2 separate regions of the Zea mays genome follow, and region 1 is linked to region 2. Evidence: chromatin contacts called from public Hi-C data. All regions are on one chromosome and are shown on one strand. The core of a region is the stretch at or near the end of the contact, and the rest is flanking DNA. Distances in the headings are between cores, read along the strand shown.

Region 1 (2,700 bases), core at 92-2,591, 210 kb before region 2:
TTTGGCGCTGAAGATGGAAGGGGATCTCCGAGGGGGCGCCGCGTGCAATGAAGCGGAGCCGGGGAAGGAGAGTGCAGGCATCATGGTGCCGTGCTGTTTGGGGAAGGGGCCGCGGCGACAGGGGGCTGCGCCGGCGCAGGGAAAGGAGGCGGGCAACACGGCAACATACCAGAGTGCAGGGTGAGGGAGGTCGCTGTCCACGCCATGGGTGACGTCGGGGAGAATAGGTGCGTCGCTGACGGGGGAGCGGATGCGCGGACGGGACTGGGGTCTGGGGGGCAGCCATGGGGAGGAGGTGTTGGCTCGCCGCCAAGGGCTAGAGAAGGGAGGTCGCCGATGGCCAGGAACGTGGACGGCTGTGGCTCACCAGGGAAGGGGGCGCTGATGGTGGACCTCGTCGTGTAAGGAAGGGAAACTTAGCGGGTCTCGGGCGGGCGGGGGAGGAGGCGTAGGCACGACGGAGATAGGGCGCATGGCGGCTGTCGCGGGGAAGCGCGAGCGCGGCGGCGCGGCGGGACTGCGGGACTGCGGGCACGGTGGGACTGCTCGGCTGCGTGGAGTGCTCGGCTGCGGGCGCGGCGGGACTGCGGGCGCGGATGCGGGGACTGCGGCGGGGAGTGCGGGCGCGGGGAGGGAGGCGGAGCGCGCGATGGCAGAACAGCCAGTGTGCACGCCTACACTGCTAACATATAGAGTAGTATTGAATAATAATTATCTACGCATCGTAACGAGATCGCATGTTTGAGAATCACTAAAATTGGAGTTATGGTTGAAAAGATATGGCTTTATGAAGTTTTAAGTGTTAAATATAAAACCAAATGAGTGTTATTTTTATCACTAAGCTACATAGTAAAATAAGGTTCCTAACTGGTAAACAATATTATTAAGCGTCCAATGCAAATGGAATGGGTCAATTTGGAGTTACAACAATGAAGTTATGACTTTTCTAAGATGAAGACATTATTTTTGCACTAAAAAGTGACTTTTGCATTTATTTTTATTGTTTTCCCGGTTGACTGGACTGAGGCCATGATTACAGGAAGTTCTAGGGGCTCAAACATAAATAAAATGACCTATATCTAATTATTTCTAGGTGTAACCGGATGGCGGGTTGATTGCAGAAAAGTCGAGGTGTTTATTTAAACCTTTCCAAACCCGAAAGGGTATCGTCCATCAAGGGCCACTAGATCCGGAATCAAAGGATCAGATCAGATCCTGATTCAAGCGAACAAGTACGCCGTTTTTTGCGTCGGATTCAACGCCAACGACATGGATTTAAAACACTCGTGATTACCCCGGATCCGTCCGATCGCGATCGAACGCACCCGCGCCCTCAACTCGAATCGATATGCTTGGTCTAATCTCGGTCGCTCGCGCCCAAATCTACACCCAGCGCCCTCCCTCGCATCCTCATAGCAAGCGACGGTGGCGCCGCCCAGCACACACGACGGAGGCACGCTGGAGTAACCCAAATTCCCTTCCAATAACCTATTTCGATCCCGGCTCGGTGCTATGTGAGGAGAAGACGGAGGCGGATCGAGTAAGGTTGTTGTACCGATGTCCTGAAGCAGGAAATCCCCTGACCACGACACGACACGGATCGATTGTGCCCACCTGACGCCGACGAGAAATTCTGAGGTCCTCGGCAACCAATCACGCGCGCAGAGGCCATAGGCACCCTTCTTTTGGTCCGGCGAAGCTTGTAGGCTCGACATCGGGGTCGCGACGGCGGGGAGCACCTGGTTTGTCAACGATGGCTTCTCTTCCTCCCTTGCCGCGATGTTTCTCTATTGTGGCGGCACAGTGACTTGATAGAAGCAGTCCGAGGTGGCGGTGGGGTTCGAATTTATGGAGGGCGACGATTCCCGACCTCCCGACCATGTGAGGTTAGGACGCGGCCGGTGAGCTTTCCTCGGCGAGGAAGTCGGCCCAGGCGCAACAACCCAGGGAAGAAGGAAGACCCGGCCTGACCCATGGGACCCAATCGGTAGTGAGAGAACGGAGTGGGGGCACGCGCGGTGCGGAGCTGTCCGAGGCGATGAGTGTCTGCGCTTCTGGACCCACCGGTCGGGTAGTGTGGGCACAGCGCGCGTTGTGCAGGCGAGATGGGCCGCCCGATGATGGGTTTCCCGGGCTGATGGGCAGATTCGGCCCAGCGAGGCTTTTTTCTGTTTTGTATTTTCCTTTTCTATTTTGTGTTCCCAATTTCAAATTCAAAACCAAGTATAAATTTGTTCTGAATTTTAAACACTAGCTAGATGCAGCAAACAAAGAACCTCAACATAAATTTTATTTATTTATTTTTACTTATCTTTTCAAACAAATGCTTTTAAATATACATTTCATACACATACAAATACTTACTCTAAAAATAATCTCTAAGGCATGATGTTTATCAAAGGATACTTAGACTTTAAAATTTTTAGAGGACATTCATAAATATATTATTTACTTCTATAATGATCTTCTCCCTTGTTTCATTTTTTGAGTCTCTTCTAAATCTCAAAATAGAATTTTAGGGTGTTACAATAAAACTTGTCCCTGTAGTGGTATGTGTACAAATGTTCATGATGCTTCTCCTCTTCATATCTATCCAAGCATCAGTCATAACAAAGCAGCCATACTTGTTCTTCTCGTCTTCACGGTCTTGCAACAAGCTTTTAGTTCTAGCATGCTCCTCTTCTAGCAGCTTCTCTCTAT
Region 2 (2,822 bases), core at 158-2,657:
GAGGACAGAGATTTTGAAGTTATCAATAGCGTAAAAAATGGGAAAAGATTTTTGATTTGGAGTTCGCAAACTATGCATGGTTGTCTCTCAAATAAGACCATACAAAAGCTCAGAGTATCGGGTACAGGCATCATCCATCCAGGGAATATGATAATAGAATGTCTTTACAGGGTACCTAAGTAGAAGGATCTCTGTACTTGAACGAAAAGAGTGGGATGCCTGGTTTTCTATTTTATTGAATTCAACGTTCTGAAATTGAAATTGATTTTTGTTTATTTCTTGGGCTCAAATAAACTAAAATGGAGTAAGCTTGCTGCTTTGGGCTTTCCAATTCCAGAGAAACCAGAAAGCTAAGTATACTGCTTGATCTAAACTTAGCTAAATGTCCAGTCTTTTCAATCACTACACTTGCCTACGATGTTCTGTTCACAACCATATGTCATGGGAACCACTACCACATACAACCAAAGATGATTTCCTGTGTTAAGAATCCTAGATTTTCCTCTATAGAATTTAATTCTAAGAAACGAATTATACAGTTACAATCAGTCTGGTTAACAAATCTTCACAAAGATTTCCTCCTCTGTCAGACTGTCAGTCAACATTATTTGCTACTTTAATTTGGAATCTCAGATGTTGAATCCAAAAGGTCAACAGATATTCTCCTAAATACTGCAGTGAAATAATTATGGAGCGCACGCCTGACTTCTTTTGTTTAGGCCTTTTGAGTTGTTCAGTAGAGTGGGGCGTGACGCGTGATTGTGGTTGTTCCTCTGTAATTCCTTGTACAGTTTATTTTCCTTTCTTTCATCCAATAAAATTTGCGGCAAAGCTTTTACCGTCCTTTCTAAAAAAAGAAATAATTGGAGAAACAGAGTAAAAAACACACATGTTCAGAAAACGAGCAAACACATATCATAGCTTTCTCTGCACAGATGAAATCGGATATTAAGCCGAGTTGATTTGGTGACATGAATCTCAAGTATCCAAGCAGAACTGCTGCTGGACTCGGACGTGGGGTCTCATCTGCTGCTTGCAGGACTTGACGAACGTGTGAGGACCGAGGAGAAACCATACCTTATCTGCAGCTTCAAGCCATGATGGAAACGACAGAAGGCTGAGATGGCGCAAACGTTGAATTGGTGGATGAACGCTGTCCAGCGACGAGAGTGTGTGATGAATGTGAGTTTGCAGTGGAAGGCTAGGGGAAATGAGAAGGCAAGTCATATAAATAAGTCAAAAGCTGACATTTCGCCCAGTTGGCGAAGATAAGCCTATGAGAAGCAATGCAAGGCTGTCAATTAGCTGAACTGTCGCAGTCGTTGCTCGGTCGTTAAGACTGGAACTTGATGAAGGTTGTTGAGAACTATTCTTGACTGACAGATTACACTACTTGCCAACTTGCACCTGCAAGCAACTAGGTCAACTAGATTTAGCTAAGCAATTATTCAGTGTCAAAAACCTGGAATCCTTACACAAAAAGATATAGGAGGCGAATAGATTTATAAAGATCTATAGATTCCCTAATTCAATCCAAAATTTCCTCCCATCCCAGATTTTTAAAATTTGTTCCATCAAAAATTTTCAAAATATTAACCACATCCACTGTTCATAGGATTAAATCGTTTTCTTTTATATTCGGAGGCCCCACCTAACTCATTGGTCCACCCCACGACATGGTCAGCGTAATGGCTCGGCCGTCTTTAAACCATTGCACCTCTTCCCCATTGATCCTTTAGCACTGCTCATTGCCCAACATCCACGCTGCCCGTCCCCATGTAACGTTGTCTCCTTCAGCACCTTTACAGCCCCCACTTCGTTGCTTTTTAAAAAAAATGTACAGGAGGGGAAGCTTCTGCTGTGGTAGATATTTATTAATATAAAGAAGAAAGCGGACAAAGAGCATGAACAGTCGCTCCCAAGACAAACCAGAAGTAAACTAACTAAAGCACAGGGAAAAGAACTATCTGCTATCTATAGGAATTTATAAGCGAGGAGAAAAGAGTTGATTTCTCTTCAGAAAAGCGGTTAGCTTGCAGAAGAGCTTCGGCGCGGAATTCTTTTTCCAGCCAAGGAAAGATGGTCGTCCCCTGTCAAAGATAAAATTGTTTCTTTGCTTCCAGATTTGCCAAGCTGCTATGATAAAGACCTCCATAAAGAATGGTGAACCGTGCAAGTCCTTGGCTTGTTGAAAGGTTGCAAAGAAGTCAATCTGGTAGTTCCACTGACCCCACTTCGTTGCTCGATGACGACAAGGCTTCATCTCTATGAAAAATGATGACGCAATACCTATTGTTTTAGCTACTGCTACCATCGTGCGCACTGCTCGTGTAGAACGTCATGGACACGTTGGGGTAAGCGTGACTACAGTTATGACACTTGGGCCTAGCGCTGCGGGCATAGGGTCCCACAACACGGCGTACCGTGATGGAATAAGTCTTGAACATCTAGAAGACAGCAGTCGCTTTTGACTGTCCTCTGTAGTCCTTTAGCATCTAGAGGACAGCTTGACTGTCCTCTGTAGTCTCTTTAGCATCTAGAGGACAGCAGTCGCTTTTTGACTGTCCTCTGAAGTCGCTTTAGTATCTAGAGGACTGAAAGTCGCCTAGAGGGGGGGTGGATAGGCGAAACCTGAAAATTAAAACTTTATCCCCCAACTAGATCCCTTGATTAGTGGTTAGAACAAGATATAAATATAGGAGTATACAAACTAAGTTCTTGCTTGAAAAGAGTATTGCTAAATAATGCGGGAGAGATAAATCAATACAAGTAATAAGTTATGGAATAACAAAGCAAGAAGTCTTAGATGAGAAGAGCACTAA

Evidence for each region. A called contact is a pair of places that touch in the nucleus more often than the background predicts.
Region 1: a Hi-C map of ear shows a contact between it and region 2, with 2.5 times the contacts expected there. The contact joins the enhancer-like site here to the promoter of LOC103640983 in region 2. A contact is called at or near these places in 2 of 25 Hi-C or Micro-C datasets (ear and leaf).

The regions. Positions count from the first base shown.
Region 1 is chr10:28,341,527-28,344,226 of Zm-B73-REFERENCE-NAM-5.0, reverse strand. No RefSeq gene overlaps it. Among protein-coding and RNA genes, the nearest start is that of LOC100280658, 64 kb to the left of the region's middle. Within about 2 kb of position 1,341, at least 18 of the 20 cell types and tissues checked have an H3K27ac peak or open chromatin away from gene starts, as enhancers often do. A contact at or near this core is called in ear and leaf, where this site is marked.
Region 2 is chr10:28,127,711-28,130,532 of Zm-B73-REFERENCE-NAM-5.0, reverse strand. It overlaps LOC103640983 (disease resistance protein RPM1), which reads right to left and starts at 1,407. Exons shown (of 3, transcript XM_008664412.3): 1 at 1,078-1,407.